Regions from separate parts of the Macaca mulatta genome. Here region 1 is linked to region 2. A link is a contact called in public Hi-C data. All regions are on one chromosome and are shown on one strand. The core of a region is the stretch at or near the end of the contact, and the rest is flanking DNA. Distances in the headings are between cores, read along the strand shown.

Region 1 (5,474 bases), core at 2,758-5,257, 86 kb before region 2:
GCAGAGATTCTACTACAGATATGGGACTCACTTACAGACTCTCTTCAGCTGTTCTATTGTTATCATTTCCCAGTCAGCACAAATTGTTTTTTAAAAGTGAAATCCACAAGATGCCTGCATTACTTCTGGTCACTTTCCATTGACAAGGACTTAGTCTTGTAGCTCCAAAGGATGCTGTGAAATATTATATCTAGTCAAGTAGCCATATGCTTTGCTAATACTCAGGAATTCTATTACTAAAAGAAGAAGAAAAGGGATACCGAGACATAATTAGCAATCTCTTCCACCATGAGAACTGGAGGATTACAATTGCATGACTCCAAATCTGAAAAGCAAAACTGCTTCCAAATAGTCTTCATTTATGTACAGAGTGTTAAGGCTCCCGGAATTGCTGTTTACTCTGCTGGTACATATTCTCTAGAATAAATTGTGATGTCCTGGTTTGTCATGATGTTTTAACTTAATCATTCACTTATTCTAGCAGTCATCATTTATTGAATGCATACTATGTGTCAGCCATTTAGTTGTATAATAGGAATATAAAGATAATGAAGACAGAATGATCTGGGTTCATCATTCAGAATTTCTTTTTATTTGGATTATTTATTTAGAAAATTTGTCATTCTTTTCTGAACATTACATAAAAAATAAAAATTTGCTTGAAAACAATTTCAAAGGAAAGCACACAAGGGAAAGGGTTTTATTTTTCACTCTCCTCAATTTTGTATTATTTACATCAATTGGCCTAACTAAAATTATACTTTGCTGTAAAATGTAGTGAATCATTTAAGGTACAAAAATCTTGGCAATAAGAACAAGTTTCAACCTAATTACACCTACACACTCTTACTAATCAAGTGCTATATTGATACCAGTTTCCATCATTAAAATGAAACTGCAATATGCAAATTCCTTTTGTCCTCCACTGAGGGCCCCCAATTTGGAATCCTACTTCCTGTGTATCCAAAGCAACATATGAATATTTCCCATAAGAATCCAAACGCAACGAGTACCTATTGTGTCAGTCCATTTGTACAAAATGTAGACAAACAGGCGAAAGCTCATCTATGCTGTACGCTGTTAGAAGCGAGGATCGAGGTACCCCGCTGGGGGCATGGAGGAGGCTTCTGGAATGCTGATAATATTCTCTGTGTATACATCAGGGTGCTGATTGCACAGGTGCATTCAGCTTGTAAATCCCATCAATACCCTATACTGAAAATTCTAGTAGTAGTTTTTCATTGTCCATGCTATTTAGAAGGCATTTAAAGAAATCAATGGGGTGCTAAGCACTGTACAAGCCACCGTGGAGGTTTCAAACAATATGTAATATATGTGCTCTTCCCTCAGAGAGGTACCTTTCTATTTTCCCATCAGAATAAGGCAGCTGTGATGTGGGGGGAAAGATTGAGAATCTTTGAGAAGTTCTGGCACTGCATGTCCATGCATCAATCCAGGCCGAGAGTCACCGCCCTGATCTTCAACTTTCTGAGTTATGTCAGAACTCTTAAGATTCTCTGCTCTATACTTCTCTTCTGGTCAAATAGTCATGGTTGTCATTTTGTTCTTCTATTCTAAAGAAGTCTTTTTGGCACTAAGAATATCAAATTAGGTTGACACTTGAAACAAATGTGATTAAATCATAACAAAATCTGTGTAGCTTTTTACCAAAAGGCAGGGCTGTAGGACTGAAAAAGGCTGGGACCCGGCACCCTGACTGCTGGTTTATGTTCAATGCCCTGTCACTAGCTTGCCTGGCCTTAAGCAAGGCTTATCATTTTTGTGGTCCTCAGTTTTGTTATTTGAAAGTCAAGAGGGCTGGGCTCCCTCCAAATCCCTTCAGTTCTAAATTTCTGTTTCTGAGTTAATTTGTTGAAAACTAAGAAGTAGCAGGACCAAGACTGGTTTTCTGGCTTAAGCCCAGCTTTCTTTCTACCCATATGTATGTTTAAAAAGTAACCTAAATTCAGATTTTAAAATTAATGTTGCCCAGTATGTGCTGGACACTACCATGTGAGGTAGGTAGTGATTCCTTTTTTCAGATGAGGAACTGACCACCAGAAAGTTAAGAGACTTGCCCCAGTGTATGCGCCTGATTGGTGCCAAAGGCAGGATCAAGGTCCTTCTGGCTCCAGAACTTCCCTCTCCCACCGGGGCTTGTAATACATCCAAAAATCAACAAATAGGCCTAAAATAAATCCAATCTTAAAGCAAAAAGTCTTTCTTTTTCTAGTTGCCTCCAGTTGAGAAAGAAAAACAAGAATTGGGAGTTTCATTTATAAAGATAAAATTTCATGTCATTTGTTAAATTTACAAAACTATACACAGTTTGTAAAAGGTCTTGTGACACCTCCAAGTCCTGGCACGTTTTAATACTTGACAAATGTGTCTTCGTTTGTGCCGCACTTCACATTTTATCTGAAGATCTTAATTCTTTGGGGATATAAAAAACTTTAATGGGCATAGAGTCAAAGATCAACAAGGATTTTCTGGGATTTGCTTTAAAATTTTACTGCCAAATTAGAAAGACTTACAGATAGACCACTCAACCTGCCATGACATCCTTTGCCAGGTATCATATATGCTTTGCAGAAGTTGCCACCATGAAAACAACTGCAAGATGCAAAGGAAAATAGCTTTGCGGTGAGGTGCCATGGACAACACTCATAGCAAACTTAGAAACATTTTTTATGTTGTTTCAACCAGGCTGATGATTGTTTTAGAACAAGTCTCCTGCCATGGCCTGACACTTGATCCACAGAAAATCTTAAAAGACACTGGGCCAGGCAAGCAGTAATATATCATATGCCTGACAAAGGCACAAAACATCCTGGACGTTGCCATAACTCTCAAGGAGTTGTTAGAGTGGCTAGAGGTCACTTAAAATACAATGGTATAGCCTTCCTGGGCTTATTTCTTTTAGACACTAGACCATCAATTAATATTTGAGAAACATGTATTATAAAAGTTTGCTCTGAGAAAAATTTACAGTATTTAGTCAGTCTTTATCATGTGATTCTTCTGGGCTGAATCTCCCATTTGATTTCTCTTCCCAGATTCTACCCTAAACTAAATACCAAGGTTTGGGGTTAACACTAATAATGAGACTGTTTTCTAAATCAAGCTTTATGACCATGCATATTTGTTTTTTCCTGCGGTTGTAAATTAACAATATGTTCCCACTACACTTGTGTTCTCACGTATTCCTGCCCCCGCCCTGGCCCAGTGTACTGACCTTACTAAGTGCACAAATAGTGTCTCTTGGAAACTTACGTTCAATAGCACTTTCTAGTGTTCCACGTATCATTTGTTAAACATGCTTTTAGAAGCTATCATGCCAGAGGCTAGGAGCTACGGATACAACATTAAGCAAATTGGACATAGTGCTGTCCCCACAGAACTGACCACCAGAGATATGACCGGGAGATATGACCAAAGAGATACGAACAGGAGCCCTGGGAATACCAAATGGGAGGGAAATCAAGGGTGCAGCAGAAACAGAAATAGAGAGTCCAGCAGAAGAGGAATATTCTCCCATATACAGGAATCTAAATTCTACTTGATATTCTTGATATTCTATCTCTTATAAGCACGTGTAGTTCACACTTCCATTTGGGATCCCTATAGAACACAGAGAAAGAGGGATGCTCTACTTCCCACTCATTTGCAAGCTTGCATTTAGGGAGCACTCACCATATGGTGAGTCTGATGTATGCTGTAAATAGTAACAGTATACATACCCTGAGCCAGATGCTGTTTTAAGCATTTTACATATATCTGTGAATTTTTTCATTTAATTCTTACAACCTCTCTATGAGGTAGTATACAGTAGTGTCTCTATTCTACAGATGATGAAACTGAAACACAGAGAAGGTGAGTAACTTGCCTGAGTTTACACAGCTACCAACTTAGCAGCAGCATTTAAACTCAGACAGCCTGGCTCCAGCCTGAGCTCTTTGGCCCTTCCTTCCACGCCGCTCTACCCCAGCACATAGATCAGCAAACACACTATGCCTTTCTTTCCTGCAGGAGCTCTCACTCCACTGGCAAAAGTGGGTATAAACACCGACACAGAGTACAAGGGTTACCGTGGAAATATGAAGCACATGACTGCAACTCACAAAACAAACTTCAGAAGACAGAGTCCACAACATTTATACAAAACAGAACCTATTCTCCAAAAGAGAAATGGCTACCACTTATTGAGTGCCCCCCGCCAAGGTACCTAGCACTTCATTTAAGTCATCTCATTGCCTTCTCATAGCAACCAATGCAAGGGGCATAGTATCGCTTCATCTTACAGAAGAGGAAACTGAGGCTAAAAGAAATTGTGTGACCTATTTTAGCTGAAGCTGAGGTTCTTTCCCTATTTATGTAGTCTCCTTAAAACACAATGCTTTGTACTTACTCCTAAAAAGAGACACCAATGTCAGGTAACTTCATAACTTCTTTTTGATATAGAAAGTAAGGGGAAGTGTTTCTGTTCAGGCAGTTACCAGATTCACTTCCCAAATTCTGCAACAGGAAGCTGGTGCAAACACACCAAAATATCATGCTCGCAGCAGCCTGACTGCTTAGAGACCTCCAGCTCCGGATTACACCATCCAAGGCTGACAGAAGCACTGCTGAAGGCACTTGCAAGGTATAAGGGTGCCACATTGGAGCGCTCCATCCCCGAGGCGAGGGTGATCCCAGGGACAAAGTGTTTGAAGAGCTCAGAAAATCATAAGGGGGAGGAAGAGGAAGAAGAGGGGAGGGGAGGGACTGGGATGGGATCCTTCCACCAAAATCTTCCTTCAACAACAAGGGTTGCCTAACCCATCCTGATCAGCTCAACCTCCACTTTTGGCTGCAAAGTGTCCTGGAATGGAAAAGAGAACTTAAAACCAAGGATTTGTATCCAGGATTTTAGAAGAGGAAGAGAAGTACATTTTAGCCCTGAAGTGTGAGATATATTGCTTCTAAGAATAAAAAAAGATAAAAATTATAACTTTTTAAAACATATACTACAGTTTTATAATAACAGCTTCTTTCCTCCCTCCTCCATCCCCCTTCCGCATAGAAAACACACTAATTGTACTAATTAAATCCACAGTAATAGAAAGTCAACTTACTATTAGTTTTTATTTATTTTTTTAAGACACAGTCTTGTTCTGTCACCCCAGCTGAAGTACTGTAGTGTGATCCCAGCTCACTGTAACTTCCACTTGCCAGGTTCAAGCGATTCTCCTGCCTCAGCCTCCCAAGTAGCCAGAACCACAGGTGCATGCCACCATGTCCAGTTCATTTTTGTATTTTTAATAGAGATGGAGTTTTGCCAGGCTGGTCTCGATCTCGTGGCCTTATGTGATCTGCCCACCTCAGCCTCCCAACGTGTTGAGATTACAGGCATGAGCCACTGCACTCTCTGTAGGGGACAGAAAAGGAGCAAGTCATTAGACTTTCCAAATAGTAGAAAAAAGAAAAGAACATGG
Region 2 (6,253 bases), core at 670-3,169:
TTAAGACCTTTTGATTGTTATCAGTTGAAACCTGATCTAAAGAAACTTCCTGGGACTCCTCTCTAACCTACCACTACCAAGATTGTTGTGACAAGAAGAGTTGATTGATTTTAGTGGGGAATGTATGTTGAAGGAAGATAGTTTTTTCAGCCCTAATTGTGTGTCAAATTCCAAACCTGCCCTTGGGGAGTTCACAATCTCTTTGGGCAGATGATACTACAAATAGTCTGGAATGATTTTGAGTGCATGACAGCATGGGTTTTTAAAAGTCCATCACCATATTGTTTTAGAAAATAGTACCTGCAAAAAGAGGACAGAGTAGGGAGGGACGCTATGGGGCATGCGGGGTGCTTTCCTGCGGCTCAAAGGCTAAGCCTTGTGCGATAGCGGCATTTAAGGGGGTGAGAGGAGGTTGGCCACCAAAGCAAGAATGGCTATTATTTCAGCCTGACCAACATGGAGAAACCCCGTCTCTACTAAAAATACAAAATTAGCCGGGGTGGTGGCACATGCCTGTAATCCCAGCTACTCGGGAGGCTGAGGCAGGAGAATCACTTGAACCCGGGAGGCGGAGGTTGCGGTGAGCCGAGATCGCGCCATTGCACTCCAGCCTGGGCAAAAAGAGCGAAACTCTGTCTCATAAAAAAAAAAAAAAAAAAAAAAAAAAAAAAAAAAAAAAAAAAAAAGACTGGCCTGAGCGGAGTAGAAGGTTAGAAGGTTTGGGGTAGGGAACACAGGAGTGTGATGGGGGAAATCGGGCCCTCGCTTGTCAATCATAAACACTGGTGCAGGCGAGGGCACCCGAAGCCTCATGTGCGGCGGAAATAGGCAGTTGTACAGATTTCCTCAGTAAAATATTGAAAGCAAAAATTGTGATCACACCCAGCCCTTTGCTTTGTGCCCTGCCCAGTTTCTCCCACGTCCCCATAAGGAAGAGAGCAGTAGGTCAAACTTGTTTGTTCATTCATTCCACGAACATTTCTCTCTCCTAAGGGGTCTTTGTTTCCAGCAAGGGAGTGAGTCTTGCCTTTCCCGCAGCACCACTTTCTCCACAGTGAAGGGGCCCCCCTAGTTGCCTGGCTCAGCAAGACCACATCACCATTGAAGGGAAAGGACCAGGCTCTGCAGAAAGCGCCTCAGACCCGCATTCATACAAGGCAGTGCCCTTGCAGGGGGCGGTGGTGATGGGATAAGAGAAGCGACGTGTCAGCGAATGGAAAACTGGGGACTCCCAAGCAGCCTTAGGAGCGCCGGGCTCCCTACTGGAGCCTCCTTCTAAGGGGTCTGGCTTGCTGGCCAAAAGGTAGCCTTTCCGCTAGTCTGGTTTTCCATGGCCGTACAAAAAGGTCATCCCGAAAAGGAGCTGCTAGCCGACCTCGGGCTAGTTTTGAAGAGTGAAAGCAGGTCTAGGTGGAAAAGAAACAACAACAAACCATCAGGACAACGTTGCTGTCTTGGCCCAAGTTTGTGAGACAAAACCTCATTGTAAATCACAAAAATAACAATCAAGAAAGTGTTTGGTGGGAGGGTGGTGTCCCCGAAAAGCCTTGATATGTGCCCCCAAAACAAGGACTGCTGGTGAATCGGACAGGAGAAAATTTTAAGGAGATGGCTCCTCAAAGACAACCGCATGTGTTGAGCACCAACCCGGGTTGAAAAGGATAGGCAGCGGCAGCATCTGGGGGTCTTTCCAGACTATCTAGGAAGCTGGAGAGAGTGGGCTTTGGCTTTGCGGGAGAGTCTTGGGGGCGCCCTCGGGCGGGGCTGGGCCGCGGGCGCGGGCCGCAGAGGGAGGTGCAGGGAGGCGGGGCCTCGGGCTGGGCGGGTCGGAGGTGGGGCCCAGGTGGTGTTGATACACAAAGAGAAGGCGCCCGGGCGGCCGCGGCCCCGCCCACTGACGCGTCCCGGGGTGCCGCTATAACCCGCCGCTCAAAGGGCTGCTACAGAGCCCCGCGACGCCGCCGCCCTAGTGAACGCCTTTCCAGTACTGCTATCAGCAGCAGCAGCCCAACCACGCGTTACCGCACACTCGCGCCTTTCCTTTGACACGGCGGACGCCGGAGGATTGGGGCGGCAGTTTGTCATTTCCTTTTTTATTAAAATTATTTTTCCTGCCTGTTGTTGGATTTGGGGAAATTTTTTGTTTGTTTTTTATGATTTGTATTTGACTGAGAGAAACCCACTGAAGACGTCTGCGTGAGGTTTCCAGGGTACAAGAACAGAGACCACCGAGGTAACGCGTGCGGGGGGGTGTCTGTGGGGAGGGCGCGGGACCCGGGCGAGAGTGGGGGAGGGGCTTCCGGGAGGGGCCGCGCGGGAAGGCGACCGCGGGGTCCGTTTCCTTTCGAGGCGGGCGTTGTCGGTTGGCCTGGCCAGCCTTCCATCCTGGCCCGCCGCGCAGGGGTCGCGCCCGCGACGTGGGCAGGAGAGCAGGCGCTGGGCCCGGGCCGCGTGCCTGCCCGGTGCGGAGCCGCATCTTCCCATTAGGGGGAGGGGAGCCAGCCTGGCCCGCGGCTCTGCTGCGGCAAGTCTTGTGACTGATTTGCATTTAATAAAAAAAAAAAAAAATTAAGTCCAGGGAACCAGGAATCTGGGGGCGGCGGAGGTGGGCTTGGGTATGTATTATAGGAGAGGCCAAGATTGGGGAAGACAAGTTGAGAACATTTGACAATATCGACGATCGATATTGCATCAGTTTGCTTTCCAGACATAGGAGGGGCTGGGCGGGCGAAGCACTCGCGGGCCAGCTGCTTGTGGACGGGTGTGCTTGAGGGCACTGGCGCGCGCGTGTGTAAATAAACCCCCAGCTCCCGGGGCCCAGGCGTTCGCCCCCCTCGAGAGAGTAGTGTCGGCCCTTTCCGCCTCCTTCTGGGGAAGGCTGTGTGCGGCAGAGGCATTTCCCGGTGTGGGGACTCCAGGCAGTAAAGGACAGATTACGCAGCATTGCTGTTCCAAATGCTAGAAACGGGAAGCCATGCGCCTAGGTTGCATGCACACGAGCCAGGGTCGGGGCTGCATGTGTGCCCTGAGTGCCTGTGCACGTTTGCAGCGCCTGGGAAAAAGCAAAACAGAGCCCTCTTCGCCCCCTCCACTCCGACTGGGGACAATAGAGAGGGTGAAATACTGAAATCTGCCGGAGTAGGGGGCCTCGGCGGCCGCAGCACAGCGGTGGAATCATCTTTGTTCTCAGCGGCTCAGCCGTCTGTACTTTTCCGCCCCTTGGCGCGCCCCCGCCCCTCGCGCGCGGCTGGTACTTTTCCACTCGCCTGGCCTGGGATGAATCAGCCGCGCTGCGCCTCCCGGCGGCGTCACCTGACCACGGCGGGCGGGCGCTGCAGTCCTGACGCGCCGCCTCTACTTTCGCAGGCCGACTCGCGGCCGGTGCACCCACCGCCAAGGACAAAAGGAGCCCAGCGCTGCTAGCTGCATCCGATTCCTCCCAGTGCTTAGCATGAAGAAGGCCGAAATGGGACGGTTCAATATTTCCCCGGATGAAGACAGCAGCAGCTACAGTTCGAACAGCGACTTCAACTACTCCTACCCCACCAAGCAAGCTGCTCTGAAAAGGTGGGAGAAGTTGTGACACTTCTGAAAAAACGGCTTGCATGGGTTGGGTTCAGGGAGTTACCTAGGAATTTGCTTCCATTGCTTTAATTCGCTATAGCATTTAGAGAATGTGTGTCATCTCTGGAAGAGTATCCGATTATCTTGTTGTAATGACAAGATAGCTCGTGGTGTGAAAGTCAACTCCTAGTTAATATTTATACATTTAAGTAAAGGTGTTGTATCAGAACTATGCTGGTGGGGGGTGTTTTATGTTCAAGCAGTCTTGTGTGTAGTGATAGATATTTCAATCCAGTTTACAATTATATATGTCTGTATTTTTTGTAGCCATTATGCAGATGTAGATCCTGAAAACCAGAACTTTTTACTTGAATCGAATATGGGGAAGAAGAAGTATGAAACAGAATTTGTAAGTTAAAAATAATAATTTGTCTGTCAGTGGCTTTATGGAGTAAAAGAATAGTTTTACTTTTAGAATTCAAATCTAACTTGCCCAAACCTGGTTTTCTCCATTTAATTATTGTTATATGTTTGGTTATCGTTTTCCCTCTATGTAGCATCCAGGTACTACTTCCTTTGGAATGTCAGTATTTAATCTGAGCAATGCGATTGTGGGCAGTGGAATCCTTGGGCTTTCTTATGCCATGGCTAATACTGGAATTGCTCTTTTTATGTAAGTATGTGTAAGTAGTGAATCTGCCATGCAGGGCAGTTACTATGATAAAACATATTTTGGCTCCGGAAACTGAGTTTACAGTTGCAGTAGCTGACTCAAGTTACTTGCTTAAAATTAAAAGTATGAGAAACCCCAAAAATCTCTTTATTCTGCTACATACTGCACAATATCAAGAAAGCCAACTAGAAAAAAATAGGGCAGTCCTTAAAACTGACAAATTAAGCCAGAAGTCTTCTAAGTCAGTGGGAATAGTTAAAACAAAATTGTAACAGATGGTAGATACTGAAAAAGAACTATGGCTAAATCCAGGGTAGGTATAAATTTTGAGAAGCTGAAAATCCTATTAAGCTCCAAATCAGTTTGGTAAATTGACACAGTTCTTAAGGACCTGTGGCCCCTTACATGAATAAGGAAAAGAAAATTCCTGTAAACATACAAGGTGTGGTGGTATTTACCCAGCCTGGAACATGTTTGTTTTAAGACGGAGGAGTCAATTTTCTGGACCCTGAAAAGCAATCCATACATGTTTTTTTAATGTTTGCTTTTGTCAGACCTGTTCGATTGCCACATGCTGTGGCAAAAAAATGAGTATTTTACTAAGTACTTGTTTTTAAATGGTTCCCCCCACAGTTGCACAGTTAGACTTAATTACTCCTGTGCTTTCCAGCATAAATACCTGGATAGACTCTTGGAGGTACAGAAGACTTCAGAGCAGTGGTTCTTAGCCATTTTTGCGTCACTGACTCTTGGAGAATATGATGGAAAAATGTGGATCTTATTTCCAGGGAAAAAGCACAAAACAAAAATACATGCAGTCTTAAGCATGTATTTTTCAGTGATGTTTGTGTCATAGCCCTTAAGTTTAAGTACCTGTGGACCCCTGGCTAAGGCAATTTCTGTGGAGGATTGTGTAACTTAATGCCTTCATTGTACAGATAAGGAAACCACACGTATATAACATGGAATTGTCCCTTTGTGACAGATATGTTTTACTTAGCTGACTGGTGCCTTCTACTCAAGTTATTTTCTCCAGCACGATAGAACGTTCATGAAAAGAAAAGCAGACCTTTGCAAATCTCTGCTTTGTGAAATTCCACACTGAGGTTAAGCCTGGCTTTGAGTACTAGATGCTAGGATTCACTCTGGCTTGCTTCAATTAGGATGAGGCTTTTTGAGAGAACCCTTACTAAGGTGAAGGACCAGCAATTTATACAGAATCCTAGAATTTCAGGAATTTTTAGTGGAGAATCTGAATGGCATCACTGTTGAATATTTGAAATCCTTGTTAGCGCTTGGCATAAAAACGAGGCAGTTTTAGAGTGCAGCCAGTGTAGTTAAAGTAAGAATTTAAAGGAGATTAAATGGCACCTCTGTTTCATAAGTGAAGGTCAAATTCTGATGTAACCCTTGTACTCTTGGAATTATACTTTAATAGGTGCTTATGTCATTGATTTACCATTTTACTAAATAGCTAAATAAGATTGCTAAAGTGTGATTTTATTCATCAGTATGTACTTTATATTTAGAGGTATAGAGTTAAATGGGCCAAAAACCACATGGCTGCCACGGTCCACTTCAACAACTCTATAGCTAACCTTTTTAAGTAGAATCAATCTCAAGGTTGAAAGTGACCTCAAAGGTTACAAAGTCTATTTACCGCTCGTCATTTCAGTGTAAGACATGGAAGGACTTAATTTGGTTTGTTTTTAATTAAATCGACATCTTTTCTCCAGTTAGAAGTGAGGTTGATAGTGTCACCTCAGACTAGGCCCTGTAAAACTTCTGGCATTTAGAATGGTAGTGTAAAGCCACTTCCTCTGTTTAACTAATAGACATCAGTTTCTTTGTCAGCACCTTACATGGTACTGCGTGCAATTTGCTCACACGGAATCAAAAAATATGCAACTCTTCTCTTTTGCAGGGTTTTCTATGAGTTTCCCTGTTTTGTTATTTGATTTCTTTTAAAAATTAGTCTGTATCTCTGGGCTCTCCTAGGTGGAAGAAAAGTAAAGC

Evidence for each region. Hi-C and Micro-C count contacts between places; a contact is called where the count stands out from the background.
Region 1: a contact with region 2 is called in a Hi-C map of blood, with 2.4 times the contacts expected there. The contact joins the enhancer-like site here to the promoter of SLC38A2 in region 2. A contact is called at or near these places in 4 of 14 Hi-C or Micro-C datasets (CD4 T cells, blood, cortical neurons and 1 more).

Annotation. Positions count from the first base shown.
Region 1 is chr11:53,527,309-53,532,782 of T2T-MMU8v2.0, reverse strand. The region is part of intron 1 of LOC107000841 (a long non-coding RNA gene); the gene reads left to right. Among named protein-coding and RNA genes, the nearest start is that of SLC38A2, 87 kb to the right of the region's middle. Within about 2 kb of position 4,007, at least 16 of the 40 cell types and tissues checked have an H3K27ac peak or open chromatin away from gene starts, as enhancers often do. A contact at or near this core is called in CD4 T cells, blood and liver, where this site is marked.
Region 2 is chr11:53,438,576-53,444,828 of T2T-MMU8v2.0, reverse strand. SLC38A2 (solute carrier family 38 member 2) reads left to right here and starts at 1,919. Exons shown (of 16, transcript NM_001257811.1): 1 at 1,919-2,233; 2 at 3,367-3,567; 3 at 3,892-3,973; 4 at 4,122-4,237. The coding sequence starts at 3,452.